Regions from separate parts of the Mus musculus genome. Here regions 2 and 3 are each linked to region 1. Evidence: chromatin contacts called from public HiChIP or PLAC-seq and promoter capture Hi-C data. All regions are on one chromosome and are shown on one strand. The core of a region is the stretch at or near the end of the contact, and the rest is flanking DNA. Distances in the headings are between cores, read along the strand shown.

Region 1 (3,489 bases), core at 494-2,993:
TTTTCGAGACAGGGTTTCTCTGTATAGCCCTGGCTGTCCTGGAGCTCACTTTGTAGACCAGGCTGGCCTCGAACTCAGAAATCCGCCTGCCTCTGCCTCCCGAGTGCTGGGATTAAAGGCGTGTGCCACCACGCCCGGCTGAAAGGGGTTATTTTAATGTGTGAACGAGGGAATGTTTTGAGATTTAATTCCTTCTTGAATTGCCAATAGATGAGAAATGAAGTATTTTCCCCCGATTTTTTATTCAAGTAAATGTTAGGGTTAAGGGGAGTTATAGAACGGTAATTCACAGCCGAGAGAGAGAGAGGTCAAGGTTGGCTTCCAGAAGGTGACTTATTTGCCTGTGGCCATCCTGTCTTCATAAAGCCACCTTAAACTAGATCTCAGTCCAGGAGAGACCCAAACAGTCTCCAGACAGGTGAACAGCTAGCAGGTCAGACAGGGTTTCTGAGATGCAGGGAATATCCCAGCGAGGGAAATACATGCCAGTTCTAAACATCTCACTGTAGACATTCTGCACTTGCACGAAAGAGGAAAACGTGTTACGGTTCTATAAACTTTAAACCATAAAGCAACCCAGATTAATTAGTAGTTGCCTCCTTGAAGCCTGCCTTCTCCCAGTTCATTTGCATTAGAAATAGAATTCAGGAACAATTTTTTTCCTCACAAAAGTTTTTAGATTTATTTACTGTGTTGTCTTGGCATGGCATGCATGCAGGGGTCAGAGGATAAACTACAGGAGTCTATGCTTCCCTTCCACCACGTGGGATCTGGCGATGATTGGCAGTTCTATGAGTCACCTGACCTACTGAGTCATCTTGGATGCCCATGGAACTTTTTTTTTTTTTGCCCCTCTATCTCCATCCGTTCTCATGTTTTGGCCAACTAGGTCTATGAGGAAGGATTTGCTTCACGGTGCTCATGGTTGTGTTTCTACCCACTCCTATTTTATGCTGTTCCAGTCGATCACAAGCAAAGCGTTTTTTGTCGCCCTACCTTCAAGGACAGTTTGGAGCTGTTTAGGGCTGCTGAAGAACCGGGTGCCGAATCATTAATTTCATGTGTCAGGTTGGGGCCAAATGCCTTTGAGCTTCATCACCAAAGTGAAATAACGGACGTTTCAAAAATTTCTTGAAACATGTCTATTGTGGGCCAGATATCCACTTAAGAAGAGGTTTTCTTGCATGATGGGTGTTTGTCAGTCCACTTCTGTGAGCAGCTCAGAATGAACACGTGAGCGCGGGTAAATTCACAGAGGTTCTGTTCTCTGCTCGCGCATCCCCAGTGATGGGATTAATGCCCGGCAAATGGCAAGCTCTCCACAAATACTTGATTCAATGAAACCAATAACTTGTAGTCATGTATTCATTCAAAGTTACTGGAACTACTGTGTTATCGAATCTGCAGTAGAAAGTGTGAAGGATTTTTTTTTTCTGCCTAAAGGATTTTTTATTTAAACAATAAATCAGACGTTTATAAAAAACTAATATTGCATCCAAACCTAGTGCTATGTTTTGTATTTCTGCTCTAGGTTGGCCTCGGTTTTTCCCCAGGAGGCAGGATAAGGATGTGCTTGCTGCCCTTGAGTCTCCTTCCTTTGTAGGCTTTTTTTTTTTTTCTTTTGCCTAGCGCGGTTGCGCTAGCCCCCGCGCTTGTGGAGCGCGCAGCGCGGTCACGCCCGGGAGCGCGCAGCTCCGGTAGCCCGGCGGGCGGGCGGGGCCTCCTTGGACCGTAGAGCCGCTCCTCGCGCGGCGCCGCCCTCTTCCTCACCATCTCCCTCTCGGTGTGGTTTGTGGTGTCCCTGAAGGGACAGAGGGTGTCCTCCGGGGTCCAGGCCCTGACAGGCGGCCGAGAGCGCGGATGCCCGTGGGCGTGCGTGCGTGGGAGGCGGCTGCACTCTTCCCGCAGGGGCCCAGCGCCTCTAGAGGATCCCCGGCCAGGGACGCGCACCGGCCGTGGACTGGGCCTGGGCGCGCGCGACGCGGCGGCGGGAACCCGGGACCCCAGGCCGCGCCGGGCAGCCCCGAGGCGCCTCGCCCACGCTCGCGCCCCTCCCCCCTCCGCTTCCTTCCTCCACTCAGCGCGCCCGAGAGCGCAGGCCGGATGCGAACCCGGGCCAGCCTAGGGTCGTTCAACTTGGCGGCTCCCGGCCTGCTGCCCGCGCGCTACTTGTGAGGCGTGGCCCGGCGAAGGAGGCGCTTGGGGGGCGTGGGGCTCCTCAGCTGGCGGCGGCGACCGAGGGCGCGCGGGACAATGAGCTGGGCTGCTGCGCGCTGCGGCCGCCTTTAGCTGGCTGAGCGGCTCCACCTGCGAGCATGGCCCGAATGCCCGCGCCAGGTGTCCCGCTGCTTTAAGACGGGACGGAGCGCCTAGATCGCGGCGCGCTGCGGCCGGGGCGGTTGGGACGTCCTTTTATTAATTAATTAATTTGTGGAGAGCTCTCCCGAGCAGCCGCGATGGCCAGCACAAGGAGCATTGAGCTGGAACATTTTGAAGAACGGGACAAAAGGCCGCGGCCAGGGTCACGGAGAGGGGCTCCCAGCTCCTCCGGGGGCAGCAGCATCTCTGGCCCCAAGGGCAACGGGCTCATCCCCAGCCCGGCGCACAGTGCTCACTGCAGCTTCTACCGCACGCGGACCTTGCAGGCCCTCAGCTCGGAGAAGAAGGCCAAGAAGGCGCGGTTCTACCGGAATGGGGACCGCTATTTCAAAGGCCTGGTCTTTGCCATCTCCAACGACCGTTTCCGTTCCTTCGATGCGCTCCTCATAGAGCTCACCCGCTCACTGTCTGACAATGTGAACCTGCCCCAGGGCGTCCGCACCATCTACACCATAGACGGCAGCCGGAAGGTCACCAGCCTGGACGAGCTGCTGGAAGGTAAATAGGAGGGGCGGGCGCGGCGCGGCAGGTGCGGCCCCGTGCACAGCGGCAGGTGCAGTGGCTGCGGCCAGCGCGCTTCCCCGCCCTGCGCTGGGGCAGCCTGCCGGGCGCTTGCTTTCTAGGCAGCCACGGGAACTGTCTGCTCCTCGGTCGTTTGTGTTGGGTTGGGGTGCACCCATTATCTCCTTCCCAAGAGATTGGCCTTCTAAAAACGGAAGAAAATTCTAATGATCAGAGACAAATACAAACAATGATGGCTGTAAAATTAGCCAACTTATTTTTGCTGGAAGGGCAAACTGTTTGAAAGCGTGTTTCTCCAGTGAGGCGCTGGGTAACCTTTGGTAGAGGCCAGTGCAGTACCTGTGCTGTTCCTGTGTTTGGGATCCCATTGTACCTTCTGTGCACAGCTAGCTCGTTCTGACTCGTTCTAGGTTGGCTTTTCTGGTTTCATGTGTGGCACAAGGCACTGGAGATCAAGAGAGGCAAGCCAGCACAGAAAAAGTCTCACTCAGCCTGTCTTCACTTTGGACCGTGCTGGGCACTTTTTAAAATATCGGACCCGGCCCCACCCCTTAGATATTCTGATGTGCTTGGTTTAGGGTATGACTT
Region 2 (3,489 bases), core at 507-3,006, 920 kb after region 1:
GCCTAAGATCTGCATCCACTTTTCAACTAAACTACTGTAGACCACTCTCCTAATCAATTTTCATGATGGGCTGTAAGTAGTGACTTTCTAATTTTTTAAATTTTTTACTAGTCCAAACACATTTATTAGGCAGACTCTGCCCCACACGGGCTGAGCCTAATTGGTTTCTACAACTATAATTTGTATGAGAGAAGCAGGTCAACTCTTTTTTACCCTCCAATTTTCAGAATAAGAAGCCAGTGCCCTTGTTACATCCCATAGAGTTTGCTTCCAACAAAACTTAACAGACCGCAGTATCAAAATACATTTTTATAAAACATTTTAACAACAGAGAAAAGAGAATCTGTGAGCAACCTAACTAACGAAATTATCAAAGAAGTCCGTTAGAACGTCACATCTGTACTGTGATGGCAGAAGCCCAGACCCTGGGATAATCATGGGACCAAGAGTGTCTGCTCAAACCTTTACTCCTGACAAATCAAAGACCTGGCCAGAGCCCAAGGATCGACGCAAACCAAGGCAGAAGCAACCTGTTCTCCAGTCAGGGGCAAATGTCAAAGGAAGATCTGACGTTTCTTTTCTTTTTACAGTGCTTGGGGTAGAACCCGGGGCCCTTCATATGTGAAGTAAACACTCGGCTATGCAGCTATCCCCAGCTCCCTGACCTTTTAAAAAGCCACATTCACGGTTAAAACTGTCTGTGAAAACCAGAAATTATTTGAAATAACCACAAAGGTGATTGTGATTAAAACAAGTGGTTTTTTTTTTCTTCAAAAAAAAAAAAATTAAGATGAAAAGCAGGAAGTCACAAATTATAAGATGATAAAAATCATAGCAATTGGTACAAACCCTGAGTGAATGTTTTCAGCTCAAAGACAGGGGACAGAAAAAAAATCTGTCCCGTCCACATGCACGGGAGGAGTCAGGCTGAGGGCAATATCACTAAAAAACCTGCTGGCCTACTCTGACACATTTCCATATCCCCTCCCAGCTCCTTTTATATGAGGGTTGGTACTTCACTGCCAGGAGAACCTACATCCTGGTAAGAACAGATCATCTGCACCAATAAAGCCTCTTAGGAATTTAAGTTGAATAAAAGGAAGCTCTTGGGCAGGTGGTATGGACTGTAGTTGAGCCATTTTAATGTAAGAATGCCAGGAATCTGCGTGGAGACACTCAACAATCCTGCTTATAAGCTCTCAAGCTACCACAAACCCACGTCCTCCCAGTTCTCGTCTTCAAGGGCTGTCCTAGGTTAACTCCCTTATTGGCTTTCCACACAAACCCAGGTGTGAACACCGAGACCACACTACAATAAATGTCCCATACACAGAGCATTGCCGAAGACTTTAGTTTCCAGAAAACCTGATTTGTAAAAACAAACGGATTTAACTCAGAGAGTGGGTTAATTTCCTCTTTTATGTGTGTGTGTGTGTGTGTGTGTGTGTGTGTGTATTTTGACTAATGCTCGAATCCTGCCCACTTCCACTTTGTGCTATGGACAGACAAGATCTTAATCCTTCCCAATACCCTCTACCCCCACCTTCGGCAAAAACAAAACAAAAAGAAACAACAAAACTCCACAGTGGCTCCCCCAAGACAGTAGGGGGCGCTGCACAGTCCCGCAGCCGCTCGGCTTAAATCCCTTGCAGTCCGGCCCAGGCGAAGGGGAAAACGCTGAGAGCGCCACCTAGCGGGAGCAGCTGGTCCTGCCCCTTCCGCGGCTACTTCTCAGCGGCCTTCCGACAGGAGCCTGAGTCCCGGAAGCCGGAAGTACTGCAATGAGGACAGAAGCATGGGCCCTGCTGGCCTTAAGGTTCTGCTGCTGCTTTTTCTGGGTGAGCCCCAGGGCCAGAGCCAAGAGGGGAGAAAAGCAGAGGTTTTTGGGCCTCAGGAAGGAATCAGATGATAACGTGTGGGCATTACTTGTGAGTGGCATTGTCCAAGAAACTCCCGCGAGGTTACTGTCCGTGGTTCGATAAAAGCAGTAAACAAAACTAAGGTCCTTGCTTTCATGGGACTTCTAATCAGTGCACGTATTGAAAATGTAAATTACCAAGCATAACAATGGGTAGTAATGTCATGAGAGGAAAAGAGCACCTAAGGTTCAGGGACAATAGAGGCCTGTAATCCCGACATTCAGAAGAGCTGTACCCAGAAGATCCTATGTTTGAGGCCAGACTGGGCTACATTTGCGAATTCTAGGCTGACCTAACTTACATAACACAAAAGAACAAAAAAAGGTAACTGGTTAGTATAAAGTGGCCTCTCCCAGAGGAACAATTTAAGCAGATACTTGAAAGAAACTGGGTAGTGGCTCAGCTGGTGGAACTCATGGCCAATGCGTTCCAGCCCCAGTAGCACAAGGGGTCTCCCAGGTGCCATTCCAGGGACCCACCTGGCTGGGGACTTGAGGGAATGAGGAAAGGACAAACACACATACACAGACACACAGAAAAGCTGGGGTTGGGTGACCGGAGCTGCAGCAGCTTGGCATGTTTATTATATACAGTTGAATAAAAAGGTGGGCTTATTACATACCCGTAAACAAAGAGGCAGGCTGTATGGTGTAATGCTGGATTGAGGAGGCAGGTTTAGCTAATCTACTTGTCTTTGTTGGGGAGCATCCTTCAGGCCATAAACATGGTGGGAGAAAGCTACAGTGGGCATTTTCTGCCCAAACTATCAACATCCACATATGAACCAGAGAAGGTTTGCCATCCCTCTGAGCCTTACCCCGAGAAGTGAGGGGTGCTGCCATTTTCCCACAGGTCTGAGTCTACTTGATAAGGATATGCCCAAGTGAAAAAATATACCTGTGCTCAGGGCTATCTTCACACCCTCAAGAGAGGAAGACTTCATGGAAATGAGCAAGTTAGATAAGACCCAGGCCTGGGAAAATTGCACTTCAGGCAGAGGAAACTAGAGGCACTTCTGGCATAATAAGTAACTTGTTCGGTTAATTCTCTGGCCCACAGTTGATTAAAACAAGGGCACGCTATCAGTAGCAAAGAGGTAAGAGGTAGCACAAGAGATACACACGTTTTGTAAAATGACAACTCAGTTAAAGAAAACAACATAAAAATAAAGAGTCTATACATCTCAAACGCATCTCCCAGCACCACTGTATCACAAGTGAACACGCGGGATGCCCTGACGATGACCTTGAACCACCAAGTAAAAGGTAAACGTCAGTTGCCATAGGCAGGAAGGTATATAATTATGAAGAGACCTGCTTGCTGGCAGATAATTGTAAATTTTAGCCTTACCACCACTCTGGAAAGCTTTCTGTTCAGTGAGTTTAATGTAAGATGTTTTATTATGTATTAATGAATGACATGGTGTGTTTTCTGTAGGAGCTTTCCAGGGCTCTTTTACCAAAAAGAAAAACTTGCAATCAGGTGAGTATCCTCACGCTGGATCTGAACCTGGACTTGTGGGGCTAGAGGCATGGCTTGGTGGTTAGGATCACTGGCTGCTCTTCCAAAG
Region 3 (3,489 bases), core at 706-3,205, 720 kb after region 1:
CAAGAGCCATTGAGACCTCTGAATAGATGTAAGCAAAGAAGAATCTATAATGTATTATACTCAAGATGTCAAAAATGCAAAGTAAAGAAATATAATAATAATAATAATAGTAATTATTATTATTATTAGGTTTTTTGAGACAGGGTTTCTCTGTATAGCCCTGGCTGCCCTGGAACTTACTTTGTAGACTAAGCTGGCCTCGAACTCAGAAATCTGCCTGCTTCTGCCTCCTGAGTGCTGATATTAAAGGCGTGTGCCATCTTGCCCGGCACAAAGAAACTTTATTAAAAGCTGTAAGGGAAAAAATACCAAGTCATCTACAAAGATAGAAATGTCAGAATAGCATCAGATATCTTGTCAGCATTTCTAAAAGTTAAGAAAGCTCAAATAATATATCTGAAGCCCTAAAAGTTATAACTACCAACCAAGATCCATATCTAATAAACCTACTACATTTTAAATTTTATAGGAAAATAATCACCTATCAATACAAGCACAAAGTAAGGGAACTCATTATCACTGATCCAGTGTTACAGAATAATCCATGGAGAAGAGTAATGTGTACAGAAGGAGGACTCTCAGTTGCAAAAGAACAAGAATAAATGTAGAGAGGAGTAGATGAGAGAGCTAGGAGCCATCATGTCTTCACAGTCAACCAGCAGATCCTTAATCCTAATGGGGAAGAAGATAAAGTCAAACAATAATCCAGCCTATGAGAAAAGCAACAACATTATAGGAATTAGTAAATACTTCTCAGTAACAACTTGCCAAAAAGAGACATAGACTGGCTGGCTAGATTTAAAACTTAGATCCTATTCTCTGTGGTCTCTAAAAAACATATCTCATGAGTTTAAAAAGAAAAAAAAAATCCAAAGACTTAAGAATTAAAGAATAAAAAACATGGGGCTGGAGAGATGGCTCAGTGGTTAAGAGCACTGTCTGCTCTTCCAAAGGTCCTGAGTTCAATTTCCAGCAACCACATGGTGGCTCATAACCATCTGTAGAGGGATCTGACACCCTCTTCTGGTGTGTCTGGAAACAGTTACAGTGTAAACATATAAATAAACTAAATCTTAAAAAAAAGAGAGATAATAAAAAACATTTTATCAAGCAAATAGAAACCAAAACCAAATCAATATATCTATACAGATGTCTGAGAAGAGACTTGAACCAAAAAAGAAGAGATAAAAACTACTACATCTTTTTTCTTTTTTTTTTTTTTTTTTTTTTTTGGTGTTTTGAGACACGGTTTCTCTGTGTAGCCCTGGCTGTCCTGGAACTCCCTCTGTAGATCAGGCTGGCCTTGAACTCAGAAATCTGCCTGCCTCTGCCTCCCAAGTGCTGGGATTACAGGCGTGTGCCACCACTGCCCAACCAAACATCTTAATAAAGGGAAAGTTCATCTAAGAAGGTATAGCAATTGTAAATATTTCCCTAATTACTATAGATGCAAAAATGCTCAATGAAATTTTTGTAAATCAAACTCCAGAATCCATTAAGCAGTACCCACTTGACCAACTAAGTTTCATTCCAGGGATGCAACTTTGGTTCAATATATGGAAATCAATAAGCATTTTTATAAATAGATTCAAGAGCAGGGGTCATATGAACATTGTAATCAATACAGAAAAGCCTTCAGTAACCCTTCAAGATAAAAATTCTCTAAGAAACTATGAAAAGAGTTGTTGCCTTCTAAGCTAAGCATGCCAAAAGCACGTCATGGTTTTGACCTCGGTCTTTGCAGCAGAAATGTTAGAAAGTGCTCAAACTCTGAAGATATATATTTTGAGTATGGGTTTGAAGTCTAAAATATGAAAGAAAGGGAGAAGTAGGGCTAATTTTAAAGTTTCGTGCTTAAGCAGCTAGAAGAATTCAGTTGCCGTCAGTCAGATGGGAAGGCCACATCCTGTTGTAAATATAAGTCTGTGGGTTTACAGATGGGCTTTATTTCTTCATAGTGTTTCCTTAGTTATCAAAGTACACTGTTTCCTTTGGTGCATAGCAGGGTTGTTCTAGGAGCCCCTGCAGACAGCAGGATGCTCACATCCTTTATTTAAAATGGCTAGTGTTACAGAGCCTGCATAATTTATTTAATCTCTAGATTACTTTAGCTAAACTGCTAGTGCCCAGTGTAACGTAAATGCTGTACCAAGAGCTGAATGTTCAACACAGATGCAATGTTTTAAATGTTTTCTACTTGAGGTTAGTTAAACGTGGGGTGTGGACATGGTAGGTCTCAGGTCAGGACCACGTTTCACACCGATAGATGATTGTTTTTAACTATAAGGGATCTTTGTGCGCAGTTTTTACATTCCCAGTAAAGTGCTGGTAAGTGAGAAAAGCTTCCTAACTGTTCCTTTTAAGCATTCCGAGTGCCACCGCTGGTGTAGTTTGTGATCCTTGCTCTTGCTGTGCGGCTGAGATCCGGCTGGCACATCGTGGGCGGTTCGGCACAGTGATCCGAGCCGCCCCTGGTGCCGCGGTACGCTAATTGTAGGAATTATCTCTTGCTCAGCTAGCTTCTGAACAGAGAATTTCTGCTGTGATTATCCTCTGTCCTAAACCTCTCACCACAGTGTAAACAAACTATGCTTTCTGCTCCACAGGGAATATTTCACTCTCCTGTTCTATTTCTACAAATAGTTTAAATGTAAGTCTCTATGTGCCTTTCTTCTCATTTTATCTTTTGTGAAATAAAACATTTTTTAATTAAAACAAACAAACAAACAAACAAACTTGCACCTGTAGACCAGGCTGGCTTTGAACTGACAGAGATGGGACTGTCTCTGCCTCCTGAGTGCTGAGATTAAAGGTTTGTGCCACCACTGCCCCATGAAAAGTAAAACTCCTGCTGGGTGTGGTGGTGCACTCCTTCAGAGTGAGTTCCAGGACAGCCAGGGCTATACAGAGAAACCCTATCTCGAAAGAAAAAAGAAAAAGAAAGAGAGAGAGAGAGAGAGAGAGAGAGAGAGAGAGAGAGAGAGAGAGAGAAAGAAAGAAAGAAAGAAAGAAAGAAAGAAAGAAAGAAAGAAAGAAAGAAAGAAAGAAAGAAAGAAAGAAAGAAGAAAACGCCTAGCTCTTCTGGGCTTTACTCTTATTTCAACCAGGGTTATTAGACAAGTGTTTTATTTTCTTTAACAGAAATGCAAAGTCTCTCTCTCTCTCTATCTCTATCTCTCTCTCTGTGTGTGTGTGTGTGTGTGTGTGTGTGTGTGTGTGTGTGTGCATTGTATAGGCATATTTTTGTGTGCATATGTACAGGTACACATGGAGCTCAATGGTCAGACCTAGGCATCTGAGTCTTGTAGATAAGCTGGCCTTGAACTCACAAAGATCTGCCTGCCACATTACCAATATTAAAGGTATTTCCCTCCATACCACCTTATTTTTTGAGACAAGGTCTTTCACTGAACCTTGAGCACACCAATTTAGTTTATCTGCCTAACAAGCAAACTATAGGAATGGATCCTATCTCCTCCTAACCAGTGC

The links. Promoter capture Hi-C pulls out the DNA fragments that hold promoters and counts their contacts. HiChIP or PLAC-seq counts read pairs in DNA pulled down with a chosen protein or histone mark.
Region 2: a contact with region 1 is called in an H3K27ac HiChIP or PLAC-seq map of embryonic stem cells, with 2.6 times the contacts expected there. The contact joins the promoter of Prss48 here to the promoter of Dclk2 in region 1.
Region 3: a promoter capture Hi-C map of hematopoietic stem and progenitor cells shows a contact between it and region 1, with 6 times the contacts expected there. The contact joins the enhancer-like site here to the promoter of Dclk2 in region 1. A contact is called at or near these places in 5 of 39 promoter capture datasets (hematopoietic stem and progenitor cells, hippocampal neurons, liver and 1 more), 3 of 115 datasets of contacts at active chromatin or transcription factors (embryonic hindbrain, embryonic stem cells and large pre-B cells) and 1 of 9 other capture datasets (embryonic stem cells).

What each region holds. Positions count from the first base shown.
Region 1 is chr3:86,919,138-86,922,626 of GRCm38.p6, reverse strand. It overlaps Dclk2 (doublecortin-like kinase 2), which reads left to right and starts at 1,743. Exons shown (of 16, transcript NM_027539.5): 1 at 1,743-2,877. The coding sequence starts at 2,457.
Region 2 is chr3:86,000,798-86,004,286 of GRCm38.p6, reverse strand. It overlaps Prss48 (protease, serine 48), which reads left to right and starts at 1,756. Exons shown (of 6, transcript NM_001001650.2): 1 at 1,756-1,838; 2 at 3,357-3,401. The coding sequence starts at 1,796. All of the region lies in intron 1 of Sh3d19 (SH3 domain protein D19), which reads right to left.
Region 3 is chr3:86,195,142-86,198,630 of GRCm38.p6, reverse strand. No RefSeq gene overlaps it. Among named protein-coding and RNA genes, the nearest start is that of Gm23025, 5.5 kb to the right of the region's middle. Within about 2 kb of position 1,955, at least 48 of the 459 cell types and tissues checked have an H3K27ac peak or open chromatin away from gene starts, as enhancers often do. A contact at or near this core is called in hematopoietic stem and progenitor cells and pre-B cells, where this site is marked.